Linked DNA regions of Oryctolagus cuniculus: region 1 is linked to region 2. A link is a contact called in public Hi-C data. All regions are on one chromosome and are shown on one strand. The core of a region is the stretch at or near the end of the contact, and the rest is flanking DNA. Distances in the headings are between cores, read along the strand shown.

Region 1 (7,035 bases), core at 4,458-6,957, 90 kb before region 2:
ACACACACATACACACACACACACACACACACTCCAAACTACCCAGTATTCTGTTGTCAGGCTGATAACTTATTAAACCAAACGGAACCAAACAAACAGGAAGTTCACACAAGGTCAGAAGTTGTTTTGTTTTTTTTCTGCTTCCTTCTTTCCCACTTTGTTTTGTGTTTGTAACCACAGGGATTTAAGAGACATTCTTCCCTTGTAAAAATCTACTGATGTGCCTTATTTTGGAAAACAAACAGGAAAATAGCCATTTTTATCTGTTATTTGAACCTAAGATATTGCAAGGCTTAAAGAGGGATGAGAATTCATAATAATCCACTCTTTCCTACAGAAGAAAAATCTCATTTTAAATAAAAACAGCAACGTTTTAGGAAAGGTCCCAGCCAGAGTCGTATGGTTCTGTCCTCAGACACACATACCCCCTAGACTTTTGATCCGGGTTGCTCAAATGCAAATGTACAAACCTGAGTTAAGGCATTCCTTCCACATCTTTCTTTTTTTCCTCTTTTAAATTATAAGAGAAGAGCCTTCTACTAGGGATGCAGTTAAGCATGACAGCTAGGGCCAATCCAGGTATGACTGGCAATGGAATGAGACAATATTTCTTTGTTTGTGCCTGCTCATGCAGTTCTACTGCAAACATCCAGTTGTGTCTCCAACTTGGGAGCTGAAAAACCTTCCTAAGGAAGGAACTTAATCAGATATATGAGGGAGGTGGGGTCGTTCAGGTAGGAAGGGAGAAAGCGTGGGAAGCAGTTACAAGTCCAAAGGGTGGTTCCAGGAAGAGCAAGCTTTTTGTGACTCCTGCTCTAGAACAAATGTGCCCTGGCAGGCATTGGTTTGATCAAACCAAGCAGGCAGGCTCTCCAACCTCTGTAACAGGTTGGGTCACGAAAGTGTGTAAGACACAATGAGGCTCTCACTTCCCAGCAGCTGGAAGCTATGGCAACATGGAAGAGTTGAGAACACAGCGAGAGTGCCGTGGGCTCAGGAGGCAGCAGAGTGGACAGCTGCTGGGACAGTGACCGGCAGCAATCTGTGAGCTCCTGTGGGGTTTGGGAGACATACAGGTGGAGCCCTAGCATCCTGGGGCCATCCCACATCCATGCCTGGCCAATGTCTGCAACACCTCCTGGGGACTTTCCAGAAACATTTTCTGGAGGTGGGCAGGGGAACTTTGAAAATTAAGATCCTGGCTGTACACAAATGGGTGGTTAGCAAGCTAAGGTGGCTCCATTATTTCTCAAGGTTAATGAAGCTTGGATACATTCAGGATGCACAGGCAACCTAGAAAACATGGAAAAGTGAAATAATGTTTTTCTAAACATAGGGGGAAAAGACAAAAAAGCTCCAACCCACTAAAAAAGTAAAACAAAACAAACAAAAACACTCAAAATCTTTCCTCTTCATTAAACTTCGAATGATCTCTTTTGTCTACAAGGTCAAGATCAGACTATGCGTATACAGTGACTGTCTTCTCTTAAGACTTATATAAAGAGGAGCCTGCATTGTGGTGCAGCAGGTTAAGCCACTGTCTCTGAAGCCAGCATCCCATGTGGACACCAGTTCTATCCCCAGATGCTCCACTTCTGATCCAGCTCCCTGCTAATGTGCCTGGAAAGCAGCGGAAGATGGCTCATGTACTTGGAGTTCCAAGCTCTTGGCCTCAGCCTCACCTAGCCCAAGCTGTTGTGGTCATTTGGGGCATGAACAAGCAGATGGAAGATCTCTCTCTCTCTCTCTCTCTCTCTCTCTCTCTGTTCCTCTCTATATATAACTCTGCCTTTCAAATAAATGAATAAATAAATCTTTTTTTAAAAAAGAGACTTATGAATGGCATAGATGTTTTTTTGACATTCACCACAGAAAACTAATAATACATAGAAAAATTAAAAGGCAAAAAGACACCTCTAATTCTATCATGTAGAGATCACAGTTATCAATACTTTGATGTTTGTCTTTCTAAATATTTTTATGCATAAATATTGATTGCTTGTTTTTCAAGATTTATTTATTTAAGAGGCAGAGTTACAGATAGAGGGACACACACACACACACACACACACAGAAATATCTGCATCCTCTGGTTTACTCCTCAAATGCCCTCAACATACAGAGCTGGTCCAGCCCAAAGCCAGAAGCTGGAAACTCCATCTTGGTCTCCCACGTGGATAGCAGGACCCCGAGTACTTGAGCCATAATCTGCTGCCTCACTGGTTCCACTTGCTGGTTTACTCCCCAGATGGCTGCAATGGCCAGAGCTATGCCAATCCAAAGCCAGGAGCTTCCTCCAGGTCTCCCACACGGGTGCAGGGGCCCAAGGACTTGAGCCATCTTCTACTGCTTTCCCAGGCCATAGCAGAAGGCTGGATTGGAAGAGGAGCAACTGGGACATGAACTAACACCCATATGGGATGCTGGCACCACAGGCAGAGGCTTAGCTTACTACGGCACCGTGTATATCCCAATATTGATTTCTAAACAATGAGATCAAGCTCCAGCCACCCTCCCCCTTGCCACATATTTCCTTCATAATCATATACGGTAGTTTCTCACACTGACCTTGGCCATGGCTAGTGACTAGACACATGGTGCTTGGGGTGGTGGTGCTGTGGTTATTCTGGGAATAGTGAGTGATTATTAATGTGATGTGCCTCTCTTCTCTGATCCTCACCACATCCTCCTTACCTAAACCATGAATTTCCTGCAGTACCCTGCCGGTTGGGCTCTCGTCTTGCTAACCACATCTGGGAGAGGACTGGGGCAGTGTGGTCACCTCTGGAAGTGGAGGCTGCTTTTGCACTGGTCTGCAGCTCCAGAAACCCTTGGTTCTGAGAAGTGAGTTTCCATGATGGCTGCTCTTGGTGCCATCATACACATGGTGGTTTGTCATGAGGATGAAACAGGGCAATCCTTACCCAAGTTTCTGGTACATAACAATCTTTTAGTATCTGTTAATTATCCTCTATTTCTAGAATTCTCACTGAATTCTTTTGTATGTGTGCAGTGGGGCTTAAAAAGGTAGAATTAAAAGATAATGCAGGAGCAGGTTGGGGCATTTTGCACAGTGGTGAAGACTCCAGTTGGGACACCTGCATCTCATATCAGAGTGTCTTGGTTCTGCTGCTTGCTCCACTCCTGATTCTAGCTTCCTGCTAATGCACATGCTGGGAGGCAGCAGATTACGGTTCAAGTACTTGGGGTCTTGTCAGACCAGGAAGAAGCTCTTGGCTCCTGGCTTCGGATCGACACAACTCCAGCTGTTGTGGCCATCTGGGGAGAGAACCAGCAGAAGGAAGACCTCTCTCTCTGCCTCTGCCTCTCTCTCTCTGTAACTCTGCCTTTCAAATAAATAAATAAATAAATCTTTAAAAAAAATTCCATTTGTACTGAAGACATTTTTAAAAAATCTTTAAATCTTGTTTTTTAAAAAATAGAAAATTGTATGACATAGCTCAGTAGAAAATTAGTTACTGAGTCTTAACATTGGACCACCTGATAATGTGTGCAATTTCATGCAGCTACTATGTATGGAAAATCAGCTTCGTTCTGTTTATGCTGTGAGTAAACAAAGGTTAGGTTGGGAGGTTGGGCTGGCTCCAGATTTGCCAACATTGCATTATTACAAGCTTCTATGTAGACTTAGAACTAAAGGTGTGGTTATAGTCATAGTAATGCTTTTTCTTTGAAATAGGTAGTCTCTTTTAAATGTGCCAAGTCATCTGATTATAATCATAATTTTAATAATTACTTGTATATAAAACCAAAGTCTGTTATCCATTTGCAAAGGAAAAATGTCTAGCCTACTGAGATAACTACATTTATATTCTACAGATAACTAAATTAATATTAACATTTCCTTAACAGACAGTGAACACTCTGTGACTTTTGTGCAAATTATATTTTTCTGAGACTCTCCTTGTCTTTCCTAGTCAATTGTCACATTTGATGTTGCGCAAATCACAAGATGCAACTATGTTGACCCTATCGACACTGCTGTGCAAGGAAGAACATGATGTGGGTACCTGCAGACCTTAGAGCTAGCCCCAGCTCTACCTCCAAAGCCTGGTCTGAGCTGGGGCAATACAGTTCCTTGGGAGGTCTGTAGTGTCCTCAGAGAGAGGGGGTTGGGAGTGGGAAGATCCTGCCAGCTTGTAACTCTCAATGATACTTGATTGGGCAAAACAGACATAAGGAATAATAAGTTGAGTTGGCTTATTTTCAGTACTTTCACATTCATACTTCTAGAAGTCTTATAGTCAAAAAGCTTAATATACTTGTGCTTGTACCCAGACAGTCCATGAGCATAGAGTACAATTTTATTTTCAAATATTTTCTCATGAATAGCCAAATGTTGAGTCTGATAATTTCTTTATCATAGACTTTACCCAAAACACAGCTGTGTCAAGCAGTGGCAGAATGCCAGGCCTTTTTGTTCTCACTTATTGTCAACACAGAAATGCCATGGGGCTAGAACAAAAACATATCTCAAAGATCCCATGTACCTCCTGTCCCTTAGGTCTTGTGGGGAAAAGAAACCTGACATTCCAGCCTGCTTCTGACTTTAGTTCATACACATATTATTCTACTTGATAACTTCTGAAAGTTTGGCTTCTCTCTGTGAAGCACAGAAACAACTATATTTTTGAAAAAAAAAAAAAAAAAAAAGCCATGGGAACAAAGTCCCGATGCTGGTTAACAGGACTGACGTCTGAGGATAAGCATATAGTGCATACAGAGCATTTCTCTCTGTGGAGAACCCGAAAGTGAACTCTCTGCCATGTCTGCCTGAGACTCCACTGGCATTAGCTGCACACGGAACACAAAAAAGCAGTGTTCTGTGGCTGAAGACCACCTGTGGATCACACCCTGACTCTGCTCTTTCTGCCTGTATATTAGTGGCCCCTACCACATTGGTGAAGGCTGCCCTTCACTCAACAAAGATGTTAACACCTTCCTGGGATCTGCACACTCGACCCCAGATGTGCAATTGGTAGCAAAACCAGACATGGGCCTTGTGCCAGCACAGCTACCCTCACTCTCTAGAATTCATGAGTCAAGAAGGATAAGGCATTGATAAAGCCTGGAGCAGAAAGCACTCATGAATGGTAGCAGTTGCAAATGCTATAAAATGCATTCTTTTTTCTTTTTTTTAAAGACAACCACAAACAAAACAATAAATCCACAAACGCCCAGGAAAACACTCTGATTGAACACTCCAAGGTGGCTGAACTGAGGACCCAGACTTTGCCTCTCTTCCCTGGGGAAGAACCAGAAAACCCCCTTGGGAGTTGTGTTTGCTGCCCCTGTAAGAATCTAGTGCAGCCGGTCCTGCAAGTGCAGTTGCTTCACACAGTCCGTTGAACCCGGACTTTGGTGAAGTTCCTAGGCATTACATGCATTTGCAGTTTGAGTCTACAGACAGAGAAAGGGAGCATTTTCTTGCATAGCAAAGTCTTCAAGGAGACACAAGCTGGGAGGGCCAGGAGAGGCAGCTACCTGGCCGTTGCTGACAGCCTCCAGGACTGTGCATTGTACTGACCTGCTTCAGTTCGTTGGTGAAGTACAGGTAAGTCACGGCCACACAGAGGGACTGCAGGAGCACTGTGAAGATCAGGATCAGCACGCAGGTCTGCCCGGCACTGGGGCCCCCCAGGGCCTGCACAGAGGACATGCCTCTGTCTGGGTCTGAATGCCCCATGTCAGCCAGGCAGCTGGTTACTGTGAGGCAAGCAGAGAGCCGGGGAAGGGAGGTGGAGTCTCAGTTTCATTTACTACCAACCAGGAAGCGACACTGAAGGCAGCCTGCTGGAGAACAAGCTCAAGGGCACAAGAGTAAAATTCCCCGATGTTCTTTCTCTTTTATAGTAGCAATGTCAGGGATCAAGGAGTTAGCCACTCCTTTTAAAAAAACATTCAGAACCAAAAGTGCTTAAGTCAAAGGGCTCCCATTCCAGCACAAAGTGCCTTCTGAACCCTGTTTGTGGACCATGCATGCCCAGAAACCCTGTCAACTCCCAGGCACCACCGCACATCTGTCAGGCTGCAGGCTGCCACAGGAACCCTGCAAGTCTGCCCACAGCCTGGGGTCACTCTGGTCTGGGTGTGAGGAATCAGATGGATGGACAGGCAGTCAGGTTGGTCCCAGTGGAAATTTAGGGTGCAAAATGCTTTCTTCCTCCAAAAGTTATCTTTAGCAAAGTTGAAAGCGTCCAGTTTTATCATAAGAATAGCAGGGGAGTGGGGATTCCATCCTGAGCTCACAGTTTCTGTAAAAACAAGTTACCTATTTCACCCCTCCGGCAAAGAAGACTGCAGATCAGGTCTTTTGATGGGTTTTGTCCTTGCCTTGTAACTGAATGTCAAGCCGGTAAGTTTCTTCTTCCCCAAAATTGTGCTTAAAAACCCCAGTACCACCATACTCCATAGGGTTTTGCCTTTCTTTGAGCTTCCTCCAGGTCACTCTGGCTGGAGGTTTCTGACTTTAATAAATCTTGCTTTTAAATCTTTGCCTTCACTTGGAAATTCTTCTTCCATGTGAGACGAAGAACCAGGGTAATATTTTCTCTGCTGCCATTTCACATGGGGATGTGACTGCAATTGGGAAAAGCATCCTTTGGTGTCGATCCAGTGGTGACACTGTGGCCTCCATGCCACAGCTCTGCACCCTGGCAGTGTTGCAGGCAAGGCGGTGTGGGGTGGGGTGCCAGCAAACAGCTCAAGCGTTCAGACTGCCGGGGATGAGATCTCAGCCCTGATGCTTCCTGACGGTCATAGCTGGCTTCCTAAGGGCTCTATTCACAAGCCACATCGTCTGCCAAGTGGGAAGCATGAGGGCGTCTCTGCAGAAGGTGTTGGGGAGGCAGGGTGACTTTCTCAAGGCTGACACAAGGAGGGTGCACAGTAAATGCAGACTTACCTGTCCGACTGTATTTATAGAGAGTGCACACACAGCCTGCTCATCAATTGAAAGATTTAATCCTACCTAAGCCTTTGTAAGGTTTTGCTGGCAGTGATAGACAAGGAGTT
Region 2 (6,608 bases), core at 2,628-5,127:
GCAGCTTAACCTGCTATTCCACAACATGGGCCCTTGTTTTTAACTCCTTTGCATAAATTCCAAAGGCATGATTGCTGAATCATATGGTAACAGTCTGTTGTTCAGTTTTGCAAAAAGTTGTCAGACTGTCTCAGTGTGTTTGAGCTGCTGTAACAAACATCATGAGCTAAGCAGGCTGCAAACAATGGGGATTTGTTTCTCGCAAGTCCAGAGGCTGAGCAGTCTAAGATCAGACACTGGCAGGCGTAGTATCTGGTGAGGACCTTATGCTCATAGACAGTGCCTTCTATCATTGTCCTCACATGGCAAAAGAGACCAGCCAGCTCTCTGGGGTCATTTTTATAATGGCATTAATCCCATTTATGAGGTCTCTGCTCTTATCACTTTATTACTGCTAAAGGTTTCCTCTACTATGGTCACCATGGGAGTAAGTATTTCAGCATCTAAATTTAGGCAACACATACACACTCAAACCATTGCACCAAAGTAGCTGCACCATTTTGCTTTCCAACAACAATGAAAAGTTCCTGTTGCTCCATAACTTTGCCAGCATTTGGTGTTGTCAGTGTTTTAGATTTGGTTCATTGTAATGGGTGTGTGATGATATCTCACAGATATTTTGATTTGAGATTCCTTAATGACCTATATACTGAACATCTCTTCATATGCATAATATTATCCGTATATCTTCTTTGGTGAGGTGTCTGTTTAGGCCTTTTGCCCATTTGACCAAGTTTTTGCTATCTTGTTTTTGATCTTTTCTGATTTTTTTTTATTTGACAGGTAGAGTGATAGACAGTGAGAGAGAGAGACAGAGAGAATGGTCTTCCTTCCGTTGGCTCACTCCCCAAATGGCCGCTACGGCTGGCGCTGCGCTGATCTGAAGCCAGGACCAGGTGCTTCTTCCTTGTCTCCCACGCGGGTGCAGGGGCCCAAGCTCTTGGGCCATCCTCCACTGCCTTCCTGAGCCACAGAAGGGAGCTGCACTGGAAGAGGAGCAACCAGGACTAGAACCCGGCGCCCATATGGGATGCCAGCGCCACAGGCGGAGGATTAACCAAGTGAGCCACGGCGACGGCCCCTCTTGTTTTTGATTGTTAAGATTTCTTTATGGGGGCCGATGCTGTGGTACAGTAAGCTAAGCCTCTACCTGCGACGCCAGCATCCCATATGGATACCAGTTTGAGTCCTGGTTGTTCATCTTCTGATCCAGCTCTTTGCTATGGCCTGACAAAGCAATAGAGGATGGCCCAAGTGCTTGGGTCCCTGCACCCACAAGGGAGACCCAGAAGAAGCTCCTGGCTCCTGGCTTTGGATTGGCCCAGCTCTGGCCATTGCAGCCATTTGGGAAGTGAACCAGCAGATGGAAGACCTTTCTCTCTGTCTCTCCCTCTCTCTCTCTCTGTAACTCTACCTCTCAAATAAATAAATAAATAAATTTTGAAAAAAATATTTATTTATGAATTGAGGCTAATAGCTCTCAATCAGATATGTCTCTTACAAATATTTTCTGTCTGCTTGTTTTTTTTAAATGAAATTACATATTCTTGTGCCAAGACTTGATTTGGGGGGATATGGTGGGAAAATAGCATTTTAGGATATGTTGGCTATGTCCTGCGAATTTTAGTAAATTCTTTTTTTTTTAAGATTTATTTATTTATTTGAAAGTCAGAGTTACACAGAGAGAGGAGAGGCAGAGAGAGAGAGAGAGAGGTCTTCCATCTGCTGGTTCACTCCCCAATTGGCCACAACAGCCGGAGCTGCACTGATCCGAAGCCAGAAGCCAGGATCTCTTCCATGTCTCCCACGTGGATATGGGGGCCCAAGGACTTGGCCCATCTTCTACTGCTATCCCAGGCCACAGCAGAGAGCTGGATCAGAATTGGAGCAGCCGGGGCTCAAACCGGTGCCCATATGGGATGTCAGCATTTTAGGCCAGGGCATTAACCCATTGTGCCACAGTGTTAGCCCCGAGTTTTAGTAAATTCTTACAAGCGACAAGCTCTTTTCCTATGTGGCTGGCCTGAAAGGCCAGGAAAAGGAAATGCAGCTTTTGTAAGAAAGGCGGATTTGGTCTCTGTCCCAAAGTTCAAATGACTAAGTTGCAGGTGGGCTTGTTGAACTTTGCAGAGCTAAAATCCAGATTCTTGGCACCAATCTAAAGTTAGAAGAAGCAAATGAAGGCAAATGTGTTTGGAAATAAGACTGATGATATGTGGAGAAAGTTGATTCTTCTGTCCCCAACACACATAGGCAAGGCAAGGCAAGGCAAGGCAAGGCAAGGCAAGGCAAGGCAAGGCAAGGCAAGGCAAGGCAAGGCAGGGCAAGGCAGGGCAAGGCAGGGCAAGGCAGGGCAAGGCAGGGCAAGGCAAGGCAGGGCAAGGCAAGGCAAGGCAAGGCAAGGCATTGTTATTGCCCTAGGATGCGTGCTTCACTTAGACAGGTGTTTATGGCTGGTATCTGCATCCCTAGGTTAGTGCCTGGGCCCTGCCACTTGTTAAATATGTTGACTATCATGTCCAAACAGGAGAGGAACACTTGTCTAAGTTGTCTTTAAATATATTTTCCATTCATGAGCAGTCATTTGACTTAATAAAATTGACTCCCGGATGGCTGTAAGTGTAATTAGGGATCTTAACTTTCACACAAATAATTGAAGAGTGTGGAATTTTACCTAATGTTTAAAGCCAGAATAAGGCTACTTTTCAAAACTCATAAAATGTCTATATGGAGATGAGGAGGGCTAGAGCAAGCCACCAGTTCTGATTTTCTGGATACACGGAATGAGAGGACTTGAATCCTTCTAGCTCTAATTTCTGTTATCTCATTTGGAATAATGAGAAACAAAACTGAAAGAGCTGAGCGAAAGTGAACTTCAGGAAAACGTAACTAATTCTGGGAAATCAGGCTCACGCTCCGGATTTGGCAAGACAATCACAGTGAACAAACACCCTGCTCAGCATGCGTGCACAGATGTGCAATGAACAAAGGTACATTTTCACACAAGGAAGGTGGGAGTGGGCGTGGCTTGAGAGTGTTCCTGGTGGTTTTTTTGCTTCTGGAAGATGAACCTTTAGTTCACTACTTTATCTCAGACTAAACTGAATATTTAAAGCAGATTTTTCTAGCTGAACTAGGAACGTCCAAGCCCATGTCTTTCTATATAGTCTTACTCCAGTAAAAATACTGGAAGTTCTTAGAAGCGTTGTCAGGACTCATCGAACTTTTTTCTTTCTTTCTCTTCCTGATTCTATCTTCAGGAAATTAAATTAGAGATGAAGAAAGTAAAACAAAGAAGAAGAAAGAAGGAAGATATACATGAGAAGGATTTAGACCTAAACAAAAGAAAACACGTCTTAATGTGTTGCTAGAAGAAACACAAATGGCAAAGAACATAGACTTATCTATTATTAATATAGAATTATAATATATAGATACACATACAAATTTTTCTCCCCAATTCACCTTTCTTTTTGTAATAATAATTTCTCAAAGAGACTCTTGGGGGTTAACAATACTGATTTTTACACAAAGCCAGTTCCCCTTTTAATGCTGACTTTCATTTTTTCTCTTAAAGCTGGACAAATTCAATCTTGTCAAGGCAGGCAAAGCATTCAATTAAAAGATTTCATTTCCTTTCATTTGCCGTGGCAGGACGAGGGATGAGCTAATCGACGCATCTCCCCTCTCCTGGGTCTGGCTGCGGCTCCTTTCTCACCTCTGGCAGGCACCAGGGCTCTCTCTGCAGGACCCTGGTGGGCCTGAAGCTGAGCAGCAGCGGCAGTTGCCTGGGGTTTTCTCCCCTGAACAGAAGTTCCGAGGCTCTAACCCTGAAATATGAAAGAGAAGGAAATGTCGAGTTCTAGTCACTAAATATCCCCGTGGATTCCCTTTAACCTTGGCCATCAACTGGCAAACTTTTTCAAAAAGCCTTTGCCTCTCCTTGTTTGGGGCTGAATAGAATAGGCTCAGAGACAGACAATGCTCCAGTTCCATTTGCTGCCCAGACCGGGGGACGTGGTTCTGAGGGACCCCCTTCTGAAAACTTCATGTGTGAATGAGCTGTGGGAGGAGAATCTGGAGTGCTGCACACATCCTGGGGATGTGGGTATTGTGCTTGCTTTGTTCACTGCATGGAAAAAAACCAAGGCGGATTTATTGTTTCCCTTTGAACTTCTGGAAATTCCAGAACTCCACCTAGGCATATCCGCACTAAGTGCCCTAAGGTCATTATGGTCCATGTGTAGCAGGATTTATGTTTCCCCACAAGCCTCAAAAGCTGACAGAGGCAGCTCTAACTGTGCAAGCAAGGCTGAATTCACCAGGTGACCTCAGGTGAACGGCAGTTTTGATTTCTCCTCTTTTTCCCTTTTCTGAGAAGGAAAATGCAAGCAAGGAGAAAAAACATATTTTGAGTTCTTCAGAGGAAAGGAGCTATCTATCTATCTATCTACATACATACACATATATGTATGCCTATATACATATATGCATGCACGTATTCATATGTGTATACGTGTCCACATTATATGTGTGCATGTATATGTAGGATACGTAGTCACTGATTTGCATGTCTATATTGGTAAAGCTAAAGCTGCAGAAGTGTCTTTGTTATCTAGTGGCTCTCTTACATGGAAACCACGTTCTCCCTTGACTTTTTGTTGGTCAGATGAAGACGCTGTGGGGGCGTGGTGGTGTCTGAACCCAGTTGAGCAAGTGCAGGCATCCAGGCACCACTCACTTGAGTGGCTAACAGTGACTCATAAATCAACTACATTTGCCGGAAGATTAATCTGGAATTTCCCGGTGACTAGACGGAGTGTTTCAGAAAACATTTTACTTAACTTCAAGATGGCAAAATAGTTCATTTTCATATTTGCCCAAGAATCTGAACAAAAGTCATATTGACTTGAGACAAAACCCAAAACACTTACTCAGCATGGAGAGAAAATCCTAACTGATGTCCTTATTGATAGAGAGGGGAAAATAATGCAAAAAACAAAAGCAACCCTAGCTTTTGATACAGCCAAACTCAGAATACACATGAGGGGGTTTGAGTCAATCGTTTTTATTTCCAGTTACTGCTCTCCCTTACTGTTTGTGCAGGATCAAGGTATTTTATGGTCTTTCTTGCCTTGTGGTGGTAGGGTCCAAATGTAATCCTGTTGTTTGCTGTGTTCTCTTCAGTGACAGCTGGAGAGGGAGCAGGTGTGTTGGTGAGGGAAGTAGAGCCCAGGCCCCAAAAGTGAGATGAATCCAATCAATTTCAGGGCTATGGGCATAAACCTTAGAGATCTGAAGAATCTAGCATTCTAGGAGAAATTAACAAACTTCACGAATTCCAGCTGGGTTATTGCTATTGTCTCGGTCCTCCCTAATACAGAGGAACAATGGAAGCTAATTCTAAGAAACAGAAAGTAAAACTGACAAGTGCAACGGAAAGGAAATAACTTCAGGGGCTGTTAATTTTTACAGAATCTGTGTCCAGTACCTTCCTCTCTCAGCTCCCCTAAAGAGCACACTTAACCTGGGACTGAGAACCCGGATGGATCTGAATAATACAAAGTTCCTGAGCCAGGACCTTCTTCTGACTCCAAGGGGAGGGCAAGTGTGATCTCCAGGCTCCCTCTTGCTGGTGTTGTGGGTACCACTCTCAGGAAGGACGCACCAAAGTTATGCACTGGGAAAATGTCACACAGTATGAAGGCAATGGGCTTGGTGAAGATGTTTAGGTGTTAACTTTATCAGTAAATTTCTCATTCTTTCTCATGCCAGACGTGGGCGAAGTACAGAGAAAACAGCAGTGCGCCGGCAGCATAGAGGAGTCACTGCCAGGCTCAGCAGCGCTGCGTTTGAGCTGAGGGTCCCTGTGTCACCGGAGAAAAGAGCTGTGGAAGCCGTGGGCTTCTTGTCTTCATGCAAGAAAGGACTCCGGCATGAGACAGAGAGCAAAGTAATAAGGTTTTACTGGGGCTACGACTGGGAGAAAGGGAGGTTACCTGGCTGAACGGAGAGAATACACCTGGGCAGGCGAGGTGGGCGGCTCAGCAGAGAGCAGAGGGCTGAGCGTGCCCAGTTTTTGTTTAGATTGGGGCTTATAAAGGAAATGGGGGCCAGGTTTCTCCTTTCCCTCCTCCTCCTCTATGACAAAGGGAAAGGGTTTGTGGAGGGTAACTGAGCAGATTCCTCCCCAGAGGTGCTGGCACCGGGCAGAGCGGGGTGGGGTGGGGGGCTTCCCTTAGGGCCTCTGTGAAGGTTTTATTGCCCCATGTTACCAAGTCAGGGAACTCATCTGGTCCTGAGGAGAGAGAATTCTGGGAGCTTTCCTTGGGGGAAGGGCTGGGACCACCTGGAAGGTTATCAGGGTCTGAGCAGGACTTGGAAGTGCAAGGTGCTGGGCTTCTGGGGCTTCTGCAGCAGGTGCTGGTCTTCAGGCTCCCCTCACACACACATGGGTTCATTTCTACCTTCCTGCCTAACACCTGGCCAGCCCATTTCAGCTTTTGGAGCCCCGGAGCACGCTAGCACGCTTGCCTGCTTGCCGCTTCCCCACTACATTGTAGGGTGGCAGTGAGCACAAAATAGGATGGATGAGAAGGTGCTTTGCG

What was found. A called contact is a pair of places that touch in the nucleus more often than the background predicts.
Region 1: a Hi-C map of psoas muscle shows a contact between it and region 2, with 6 times the contacts expected there. The contact joins the promoter of TNFSF10 here to the enhancer-like site in region 2. A contact is called at or near these places in 2 of 6 Hi-C or Micro-C datasets (psoas muscle and an unstated tissue).

Annotation. Positions count from the first base shown.
Region 1 is chr4:107,726,588-107,733,622 of mOryCun1.1, reverse strand. It overlaps TNFSF10 (TNF superfamily member 10), which reads right to left and starts at 5,707. Exons shown (of 5, transcript NM_001329085.1): 1 at 5,549-5,707. The coding sequence starts at 5,707.
Region 2 is chr4:107,634,945-107,641,552 of mOryCun1.1, reverse strand. No RefSeq gene overlaps it. Among named protein-coding and RNA genes, the nearest start is that of TNFSF10, 90 kb to the left of the region's middle. Within about 2 kb of position 3,877, at least 2 of the 8 cell types and tissues checked have an H3K27ac peak or open chromatin away from gene starts, as enhancers often do.